2 separate regions of the Mus musculus genome follow, and region 2 is linked to region 1. Evidence: chromatin contacts called from public Micro-C data. All regions are on one chromosome and are shown on one strand. Each heading gives the region's core, a stretch centred on a gene start, on an enhancer-like site or on the middle of the called end of the contact. The rest is flanking DNA. Distances are from core to core; before and after follow the strand shown. Region 1 holds the start of Crtc3 (CREB regulated transcription coactivator 3). Region 2 overlaps Crtc3 (CREB regulated transcription coactivator 3).

Evidence for each region. Hi-C and Micro-C count contacts between places; a contact is called where the count stands out from the background.
Region 2: a contact with region 1 is called in a Micro-C map of muscle stem cells, with 3 times the contacts expected there. The contact joins the enhancer-like site here to the promoter of Crtc3 in region 1. A contact is called at or near these places in 12 of 39 promoter capture datasets (the 3T3-L1 cell line, the C10 cell line, cranial neural crest and 6 more), 3 of 15 datasets of contacts at CTCF or cohesin (CD8 T cells, the G1E-ER4 cell line and pro-B cells), 32 of 484 Hi-C or Micro-C datasets (B cells, CD4 T cells, CD8 T cells and 20 more), 15 of 115 datasets of contacts at active chromatin or transcription factors (the 230-238 cell line, CD8 T cells, the HPC-7 cell line and 10 more) and 2 of 9 other capture datasets (adipose tissue and pancreatic islet).

The regions. Positions count from the first base shown.
Region 1 is chr7:80,685,825-80,691,195 of GRCm38.p6, reverse strand. Crtc3 (CREB regulated transcription coactivator 3) reads left to right here and starts at 2,319. Exons shown (of 15, transcript NM_173863.2): 1 at 2,319-2,589. The coding sequence starts at 2,458.
Region 2 is chr7:80,653,466-80,658,881 of GRCm38.p6, reverse strand. The region is part of intron 2 of Crtc3 (CREB regulated transcription coactivator 3); the gene reads left to right. It overlaps Gm51450 (a long non-coding RNA gene), which reads right to left. Exons shown (of 3, transcript XR_003946653.1): 3 at 1-5,416. Among named protein-coding and RNA genes, the nearest start is that of Gm51450, 8.3 kb to the right of the region's middle. Within about 2 kb of position 2,996, at least 80 of the 459 cell types and tissues checked have an H3K27ac peak or open chromatin away from gene starts, as enhancers often do. A contact at or near this core is called in adipose tissue, bone marrow-derived macrophages, forebrain and 7 more, where this site is marked.

The sequences.
Region 1 (5,371 bases), core at 1,070-3,569:
GTCTGCTCTCAGCCCTCCAAACAGGCATCTCAGCAACCCCTTTATTACCCGAACTAGCCAGAAAGTCCTACTTTATTTGGTTTTGTTTGTTTGTTTGTTAAGGTGGTGGGGAAGGAGGGCTGACTCACTCTGTAGACCAGGCTGGCCTCCAACTCACAGAGACCCAACGGCAGCCTTTGCTTCCTAAGTACTGTTATTAAATGGTGTGTGCCACCATGCCCAGATTTTTCTTTTGTTTTCTTCTTTTTTTAAAGATTTATTTTGATTGCATTTAATCATGTGTCTATGTGCCTCTGTGTGGCATGCATACTTGGGTGCAGGTGCCTGTGGAAGCAAAGTTATCATAGTCCCTGGAGAGAGAGTGACAGGTGGCTGTGAATGCCCAATTTGGGTGTTGGGTACCAACCTCAGGTTCTCTGAAAGAGTAACACATTTGCTTTTTTTTTTTTTTTTTTTTTTTGAGACAGAGTGGCCCAGAATGACCCTTAACTTGCAGTCTTCCTGCCTCCACCCTCCAGGTAGTGAGATCTCAGATGTATGACACCATGTCCAGCCTGGCTCATCTGTGTGAAAATGAACTCAGTATGGCATAAAAGCAGAAGGCAACACGTAAAGAAAAAGCATGGATGGACTGGAGGGATGGCTCAGTGGTTAGGAGTGCCTACTGCTCTTGCAAAGGGTCAAGGTTCAGTTCCCGGCACCCACATGGTACAGATGGTAGCTCACAAGCAACCGTCTGTAACTCCAGCTCCAGGGGACTAAGGCCACCTTCTGGCTACCAAGGATCCCTATACATAGATGCTGCACATAATTGCATGCAAGCATACACACATACATATAAAAATCAAGAAATATAAAATAAGAAAAAAAAGCATGGTGGGTAGGACAATACAACAGACACATAAGCCTAATTATAACAAAACAATCTAGGGACTAGTGAGCTCCCTAAGTCGGTAAATGTGCCTGCCACCAACCTGAGTTATTGGCGGATGTGAGTACACACACACACACACACACACACACACAAAATGAATAATGAATGAATGTAAAAAACCAACACATATAAAAACAGTTGCAGGAAATACAAAAGTTGCACATCATGTCTATAAATTCTTTTTGGTTTTGTTTTTGAGACAAGGTCATCATACAGTCTGGACTGGCTTTCTTCTCATTATGTAGCCAAGGAGGACCTTGAACTACTGATCCTGCTGCCTCTAACTCCTGACTGCTAGGATTACAGGCACTTGCCATAATGCCCAGCCTCATTTTTGTATAAATTTTAAACATAAAACTTCCTATCCCACATAGAGTAACTGGATTAATAAATCATACACAATAAAAGGAAGAACAGAATAATAAGTATATGTTAATTTTGAAAAAATGAACAGTAGTGTTAGACATCACTACCAACATAGTTACTTTTTATGGAGACAAAGAATGAGGTGGGGTTCTTTTTTTTTTTTTTTTAAATAAACTCCAAGCATATGAAGCAAAACGATTTTTAAAAAGTCTTATTGTGTATGTGTGTCTAGGTATGTGCTTGCTACAGCCTGAGTGTGGAGGCCAAAGGACAAGTCTCAGGAGTCAGTTATCTCCTTCCACATGAGTCATTTAGCTGGCCCCAAAATGCCTTTTAAATTTTATTTGCAGTGTTGGAATCAAACCCAAGGCCTAGGGCTTGTCACACAAGCGCTCTACAGCTGAACACCGTCCCCAGGCTCTGCAAAAATGTTTTGATGGTTTAATCATGAGGTGCGTGGGCGTTGTTGTTATTTTCCGTATTTCTCCTCATGTCGCTAATACGTCCTAATTCACAGAACACAGTCATGCTCAACACTCTCCAGGACATCTTGGTGTACAATTATGTTGGAAGCAGCTTCTGGGCTAAAAAGGGGGAAGCCTGACGAGGCCACTTGCTGTTTTACCAGCGAAGTTGAACGGATGGGAGAGATGGCTCAGTTAAGAGTACAAACAGCTCTTACAGAGGCAAAGACCCGTGTTTGGTTCCTAGATTAGTGTGATCTCCGTGGGTGCCTGCATGCACATATACATATGTACACATCCACACTGGGCAGTGGTACCCAGCGGCTCTCACACATTGGTGCAGCTTAACTTTACAGACGTGATATAGGTGTGAGAAGTCCCGAAGCAGGCTGGGGACCGTGGGCTCAGCCCTCGGTCGGCTCGCCGGAGGTCGAGCTCCCCGGCTGGGAGGCCGGGCTTCGGGGCCCGGAGGCCGGGCGGGCCGCGCCGAGGGCGGAGCCGCCGCGCGGGGGCGGACCTCGGCGCGCTCCCGGCCGCTCGCTGGCTCTGGGGCCGCGGCGGCTCCTCTGCCGGGTCGCGCCGGAGGACAGGTTTCGGGCGGCGGCTTGGGCGGCCTGCGGACAGACCGGGTGGGCCGAGCAGCGGAACCCCGCGCCTGCCGTGTGCCTAGCCCGCTAGCGCCGGGCGCGCGCCATGGCCGCCTCGCCCGGTTCGGGCAGCGCCAACCCGCGGAAGTTCAGTGAGAAGATCGCCCTGCACACGCAGCGGCAGGCCGAGGAGACGCGGGCCTTCGAGCAGCTCATGACCGACCTCACCCTGTCCCGGGTGAGCTCCGGGGCCGGCGCGAGCGGTGCGGGCGGGTCCGCGCGGCGGGGAAGAGGTCGCCGGGCCGAGGCGGCGGCGGCGGAGCCGGGCGGGGGCCGCGGGTGGGGAGTGGGGCCGGGGCGGCCGCGGCCTCGGCTCTGGCCGGCCTGGCGACACCGAATGCGGCTTGCTATCTCGGTGGACGGGCCTCGGTGCGTTGAGCTGGAAACGGCCGAGCCCGGGGAGGCGGGCAGCGGGGCCGGGCGGCCTAAGCGGGAGGATGACCCCGAGAGGAAATCGCACGCAGCTGCAGCTCAGAGGCCGGACCGAGGCACGCCTGGTTCGGGCGGTGCGGCTTCTCCGTGGACACCCACGGCCAGCGAGCCCTTGACTGTCGGCGTAGAAGGCCTCGGGGGCCGGAGGGTCGCACATCCTCCCCGAGGGGAAGACTTGGTGCACGCACAAGCGAATCGACGGCTGGCCCCTGAGTGGCAGGGGGCCTTGGTACCACGTTGAGATTCCGTGGCTTTCCCTCCTTCGCCTCTTGGAGGTGCTTTCCGTGGTCCGGTGCATTTGCTCAGCATCAGATATTTAGTGAGAACTGACAGGGTGCCTAGCGCAGATGGTGACTGCGGAGGGACCCAGAGGAATGAGTAAGAGCGAGTCGGAACAAACACCTGGGAGGCTAGACAACTGGAGCGGACGGCAGGGGATGGAGACGGCAGGAGTGTCTGTGTAGACTGCAGAGGGTCAACGTGAGTGGGCAGCCTTGAGGATTCTGAGTGCTGGCCTTGAAGGCACATTGTCAGATGGGGGAGGCTAGGAAGATGCTGGGGGTGGACAGCTGGAAGCAGACGTGTGAGCAGATTGCAAGCTGGTTGTTTCCCTGCTTCCCAAGGTGCAAGCGTATTCTATTTTGGCCACCATAGTGTTTGGGATTGAAAAACAAAAACAAGAAAACTAAAATCTGTTGCTAGGGTTTAAATTGGGAGTTTTTTCTTTTAACATAAATTTAACATAAACTAAACTAACATAAATGTATAGCATAAACTAAACGGACTTACTTTAAAATTAAGAGACTTGGAAACAATCTTGAGTGTTACTTCCCTCAAGTGGAGTGTGAACTCTTTCTTGCTATAATACACTTTACACGGCTCACTGTTACAGCCCCCTACACCGAGACCACTCATCAGTAAGGGCAAAGTGGACTGCTTTCTGAACTTCCATTCTCCATGCACTGAAGGAAGAAGAAGAAAAAAAGGAATATATGAGAGATAAGAGATAGATACAGGATACAGATAGATACAGCCTTCTGTATAGAAGGCTGAAAATTTCAAGGAAAAAAATGTCCTTATGCCCTGAGCAGTTATACTGCTTACAGGTTGGCATCTAAGGCCTTGACATTTTGTGACCTTGATTAGACTGAGCCTGACAAGCTTCGGATGTATTGAAGAGGTGTGGGTAAAAGCCATGGATTAGTGTAAGGCCTGTGTTGATGTTACAAGGCAGACTTTATGCACACATACATGTGCTCTATGTGTCTGTATAGCTAGAGTTGGTCCAGTCGCTCATGCGATTTTGAGGCCCCCTTTAAATCATCCTTTGTGCTGAGGTCATGAGTGATATACAGATTATTTTTAAATGTTTTTTTAAAGATTTATTTATTATTATATGTAAGTACACTGTGGCTGTCTTTAGAAGAGACATACCAGAAGAGGGTGTCAGATCTCTATCACAGATGGTTGTGAGCCATGTGGTTGCTGGGATTTGAACTCAGGACCTCTGGAAGAACAGTCAGTGCTCCTACCCTCTGAGCCATCTCTCCAGCCCCCAGATTATTTTTGTGCTCTGTAGCTCGGCTGGCTTCTAGCTCGACATCCCTTTTCCTTAGTTCATTAATGCTGGGATCACAGACATGCACCATCAGATCTGGGTCAGATTTTTAAAAACAGGTCCTCCTAGATCCTTAGTGTTCATATAGTTTTGATTTTACTCATGTGTGTTTGCACATAATCTTGTGTATATAGTTCACTAGGTAGAGCGTCTATACACTCATAGACCAAAACATTTATGTGTGCAATAACTCAAGGTTACAAATTCATAAATCCAAGTCAAATTTCATGTAGTATGAGAAATGCTATTCTGATGCACTGAACTTGGGGTCTCTATGTGATATGTTGAATTTAATGAACCTGATCAACTGTGGCTTATAGGCTAATCCAGTTGCTATTTCTGCTAATTACTACAAATTACTACAAACTTATGCCATTTTGCCCTGTACCTGGGCCAGGGAGTCATTTGCATGTTAGTTCAGCCTGTGTTTTCTCCTTGACCAATGGGTCCCATTGTGTTTGAACAGACACTTGTGACAGCCCTGAGTGTGCCCAGGGAATTTTTGCTTATTTAGGTTTTTTTTCTTAATTTATTTATGTATATGAGTACACTTTAGCTCTCTTCAGACGCAACAGAAGAGGGCATCGGATCTCATTACAGATGGCTGTGAGCCACCATGTGGTTGCTGGGATTTGAACTCAGGACCTCTGGAAGAGCAGCCAGTGCTCTTAACCGCTGAGCCATCTCTCCAGCCCTGCTCCTTTAGTATTTTAAAGGCTTATTTCCCCACAGAAGTCACAGAATGAAACACTTCTCATAAAGAACTCCTGGGTCCTCAAGTGTTTGTGCACTCTCATTTGGAGAATCGTCCATGTAGTTGGCAGAGGGTGATTGGGTGACCAGTGTACTGACTTTGCTTACTGCTTACAGCAGGCATGTTAACTGATGGGCAGGCACTGCAGTGATCTAG
Region 2 (5,416 bases), core at 1,747-4,246, 33 kb after region 1:
TGTGGGCAGTTGACTTTCTCTCGGATTGCATGAAGGCTTATGGGAGATCTTGAGTATGTCATTTTCTTTTCTTTTTTTTTTTAAGATTTATTTATTTATCATATGTAAGTACACTGTAGCTGTCTTCAGACACGCCAGAAGAGGGAGTCAGATCTCATTACGGATGGTTGTGAGCCACCATGTGGTTGCTGGGATTTGAACTCCGGACCTTTGAAAGAGCAGTCGGGTGCTCTTACCCACTGAGCCATCTCACCAGCCCCCCCCCCTTTTTTTTATTGGTGGAGTTGAAATTTTTTAAAAAATATTTTTATTGGCCTTTTGGAATTCTTTTAGATACTTTCTGTTTATAACTTTTTCCAGCTTTCTTTTTGGTTTCTTTCTAATTAACTTGGGAGGAATTCTTTGAATAGTAGAGATCTGTGCTGTTTTACAAATAGTCTTTCTCATACTCCCTCACTGTTTAATGATGTTTTTGTTAATATCTTCTCTTCATGTTGTTAAAGGTCCAGTGTTGGTTGATACTCAAGTCAATGAGAATACAGATTCATTCACTCAGCAAATATTTCCTTAAAGCCGGATCATTTGGGGGTGCCTATTCAGCTAGGACAGCCCTAAACCCTGACTTTCAGTCTGTGCCACTGATAATGGCCCTTCACGCTGGCTTGAGCGGATTCCTGAAAAAGAATGTTTTCTCAGAGGCAAGGAGACCCAAACATTTCCCAGATTTTGGCCACATAATCAGAAATTTCAAAAGAGTTCTGGAATTTATGGGCTGGCCTCCAAGTTATCAGGCATCTGTCGTCTTCTCCGAGGGCAGTTTACTCTGAGCTCAGTCCACCCTCCTCCCTCAGCTGTGCAGAGCAAATGGGGCAGATGAGAAATACTTCAGACGTCCCCGTGGGATGAACTCCAAAGACAGCCTCAGCAGCTAGACGCAGAATTCATATGGCCAGGGTTTGGCAGGCTCTTCTGAGGTACCGTGGCTTCCTATCAGACCACCGGCTCTGCAGCCCTGCCAAGGCCTGGGTGCTGCAGACCTGGGGAGTGAGTGTGGTATCCAGATGCTGCCTCCACTGGCTCAGGTTTGCTTTGAATCTGAACTGAAAGTCTTAGGCCTTCGACTGCTGCCCTGAATGGCCAGAGTGGCCTTCCTGGACCAGGTTGGATTTGTGCAGACATCTTACACAGGACTTCGTATCTTGTAGGTTGAGCCACTTGGTGTTCAGTAAAATGGGTCTCTCAGATACCTTGTTTCATCATTTCACTTTTAATTATGTGAGGGTGGGTATGTACACCTGAGTGCAGGTGCTGATGGAAGCCAGTGGTGTCTCTGGAGCTAGGGTTACAGGCAGTTGTGAGCTGCCCAATGTAGGTTCCAGGGGCCAAATTTGAGTCTTCTGCAAGAGTAGTATGTGCTCTTAACTGCTAGCTCTCCAGCTCCTCAGATATCTTTATTACTATACAAGCCCATCTGTCCCCCACCCCCACCCCTGGGTATGCATCTCTCTGCCTCTCTTTTGTTTATGCCATGCTAGAGATCAAACCCAGCCCTTTTGCGTGTGCTCAGCCACTGCTGGCTGAGCTATGTCCCTAGTGTCCCAAGTGTTTTCTTTCTTAGATTTTTATTTTTATTGGTGTGTGTTTTGTGTGTGTGTGTGTGTGTGTGTGTGTGTGTGTGTGTGTGTGTGTGTATTTCTATGCTTGCAGAGGCCAGAAAGAGGGAGCAGAAGTCACAGATGGCTGTGAGATGCCTGCTGTGGCTGCTGGGGACTGAGCACAGGTTAGGCGCACACTTACTGCAGAGCCAGCCACAGACACCATGGCACACGTCTGTAATCCTAGCACTCAAGACGTCGAAGTACAAAGATCACAAGTTTGAGGCCTACCTAGGCTACCTAGTGAGACTCTGCCTCAAACAAAACAATTAATACTTGTCAGCCATCTGATGCATGAAATATATACAATTTTCATGCCCTGATTTGGCATCTTAGGATGGTTGCTGATCAGAGGTGTTGTCCCTGAAGGCCAACTGGATCTCATTACTAGCTGCTCAGTAACTCACATTGGGACCTTAGGCAAGGTTATTAGCCTCTCTGCACCTAACTTATGCATCAGTGAGCTCTGGTGACTAAGAGTACCTAAGGTAGACTGGAAGGATTAAATTAGCTAATAATACATGAACATCCCAGAATAATGCCCAGTATGTACTTATTGCTTAATGAATATTGCAAAATTCCTGTACCAACTTCTGCTGGGTGAAATGCTAGAAACCGGGCCACCTTGTGTGATTTCAGTAAACGCTGATCCCACCTTTCCTGTCTGTGTGGTATGCTGTCTAGGGCTAGAGAACTAAGTTTTGCTATTTATATAAAGCTTCTTTTGTTTTCATTTTTCAGGTGAGGATTCATGTATCCAAAGCTGCATTAGAGCCCAGATGAGAGTGGCCTAGAACTCTGTGTAGGGTGGGGGAGAGGAGGGAACTCACTATGTACCCCTGGCTGGATTGAAACTAATTTTGTAGATAGACCAGGCTGATGTGGACTTCATAGAAATCCACCTGCCTCTACCTCCCAGGTATTTGGACCAAAGGTGGGTGCTACCATGCCTGACAACCTTCAACTTCTAATTTTTCTGTCTTTGCCTCCCAAGTGGTGGGACCACAGGCATGTGCCACTATAGCCAGTTTATACCATGCTGGGGAATTGAACCCAGGGCTTCACAAGTGTTAGGTAAGCACTCTGCTAATTGTGCCACAGTCTTAACCTCTTCTGTCCCCTGCCCCACAGCCCCCTATCCTTTCAACCAGATCTTACTGTGTAGCCTAGACTGGCCTGGAACTTGTAATCCTGTGTCAGCTTTTCAAGTGCTAGAGTTACAGGCGTGTGCTACCACACCGGCCTTACATAAAGCTCCTTAGAATCTGTGCAGGCTGGTTAACATCTGAGTGTTTCCTCATTGGCTGGATAAAAATAACCTTGCTGAAGTCTTAGCTGCCCTGGCTGGGGTCATCCAGACTGTATGTGAAGGCACTGAGTGCAACTCCAGGAGAGGCAGGGACCTAGGCAGTGGCAGAGCAGGGCAAGGGCGGAAGCTGTTTCTCCAGGTGCCCTTACATTTGGACTCTGAAATTCAGTTCTCATTCCTCTCTCTGGAACCAGGCCCTGATTGTTAGGTCGCTAAAGAGTGGCAGGTGGGAGCCACAAGCAGCACACTGCCTGTCTCTAAATTTTTAAGTCACCACATATTTTGGCTGTAGAATCAGCCAAAGTTTTGTTCCAGTTCCTTACAAAATTTCACAACATTTCAGGCGTTAGAATTGGTCCCTGTGTTGTGAAGCAGCTGGGTTTTATACTTTAGACTTGAAGATGAAGGCTTAGTGGTTGATTATTACGTTGGGTGTTTTCCAAGAGTCAATGCCATCTGTGGAAGTTTCTCTGTTGTCCCTAATGCCAGGTTCTGTAGCAGTTTCTCTGTTCAAAAATACAGCCTGTGTTCAGGACACTCCCTGGGTACAGAAATTGGTTTCCTTGGCAACAGATAGCTGGTGTCTTAGCTCTTTTCTTTCTTTACTCTTGGGGATGTAACTTCAGAAAGCTTTCCCCTCCCATTTTCTCCTGAAAACCCGTTGGAGGCAGTCACAGTAGTAGCTGTTCGATACCCATCTCTCAGTACCAGGGACTGAACGCGGCTTTTGCTAAGTAGGCACTCATATCATTGAGCCGTGTCCTCATCCCTGTTTAAATGGTTTATTTTGGGATAGTGTCTCAGTGAGGTGCCTAGGCTGGCCTCCTCCTTGCTCTGTAACTCAGACAGACTGGGAGCTCTCAGCCTTCCAGCCTTAGGCTTGCCCCAGCAGGTCCAGCTCACACTTCCCATTTTTGAGGGGAGTAGGAGGATCCTAGGAATTGAACCCAGGACTTTATAAGTGCTGGCAAATACACTGCCACTAAGCTAGACTTCCAGAGATTCTAGTTTGTTTATTCTTTGTCTATGTGTCTGTGTGTGCGCACATGTGTGTTTGTAGATATTGGAAGCCACAGGGTATGTGTGGAGGTCAGAGAACAGCTTTCAAGGAGAGTTGGTTCCCTGCTTTCACCATCTGGGTTCTGAGGGTGTCATCGTGTTTTTAACACATGTATTTTTTATTATTGTGTGTGATGTGTGGATGTGTGTGCGTGCGTGCCCGATCCCCACCTAGCGTGTGTTAGTGTATGTTAGAGTTTCTTCTTCTTTCATGGGCTCCAGGGCTGACCTCAGTCTTGGGCAGCAAACACTTAATGCACTGAGTCACCTCACCAGCCCTGGTGTAATTTCCGAGTGCAGAGGGAAACACTTCCCCACAGTGTTAGCCAGGAGGGGCTCATTTGATTGAGACAGCCTACTATCTCGTCCCAACTAGCCTGAAACTCTCAACATAGACCAGGCTGGCCTTGAGCTTGTACTGATTCTCCTGCCTCTGCCTCCTGGATTCCAGGACTCCTGCACCTGCTGGTCTCAGGTTGGCTCTGGTACTGCGGGTTGAACCCACTTCCCTAAGCTACACTCCAGTCTCTAGGCAGGAGTCCGGTGGTGCTCGGAGGACAGAAGTGTTGAGTGTCTGAGCTCTGTCTGTGTGCTCTGCCACTTCATTCTCCTGCTGGAGTGCAGGTTGGCATCTTCATCCCCATTATACTGATGCTTTCACAGTGACATACCAAAGGTCGCACAGTGGCAAGTGACGGTGTCATGACTCTGACCCAGTTTATCTTTCCCAGGCCTTTGCTCTTATTTAGCAAATAAAATAGAATACCCAGAATCAATCATGTGTTTTATTCTTTTCCAGTCTGTATAATTGCTTTACCTTTTTTTTTTTTCCCCTCCTGGACCCTTCAGCTAGTCACGGTGGCGTCACTTTTGCTTGGCTCTTCTCTTAGATTATGTGTTGGTTTTTCATTCCCTCGGCCACCTGAGCAATCTTTTTATTAATCTAAGCCTACCTTCACCCCTCAGCCAACTTTCCCTCCCTCCCTCAGCTTCTAAGGAAGTGTGTCTCTGTGGCGGTCCCACGCTCGTGCACTGAGCATTTCACGCTGGAACCTGGTCAGGAAAGGCCAGAGCTAGCAGTCTGCTCCCTGAAGTGGTCTCTCCACTGGGAGGGGGCAGCCAGGCCAGGGGTATGAGCTACCCAGCAAGAGCAGACATGGCCACTCTGAGCATGGTCTTCCCTCCCCTGAAGTGTCCATGCCCGAACTTATCTCTTCAGTATCTCACCGACATCTTGGCATTCATGAAGTTGCTCAACAGATACATTGGACCAGTCTGTGCCTGTTTAGCTTCTGAGTAGTTTTTGACAGTTGTTTAAAGTTAATTAATCAGGGTAGTCATCTAAAAGTTTTAATACATGCAGTTATTATATGATAATTAAAAAGAAAAAAAA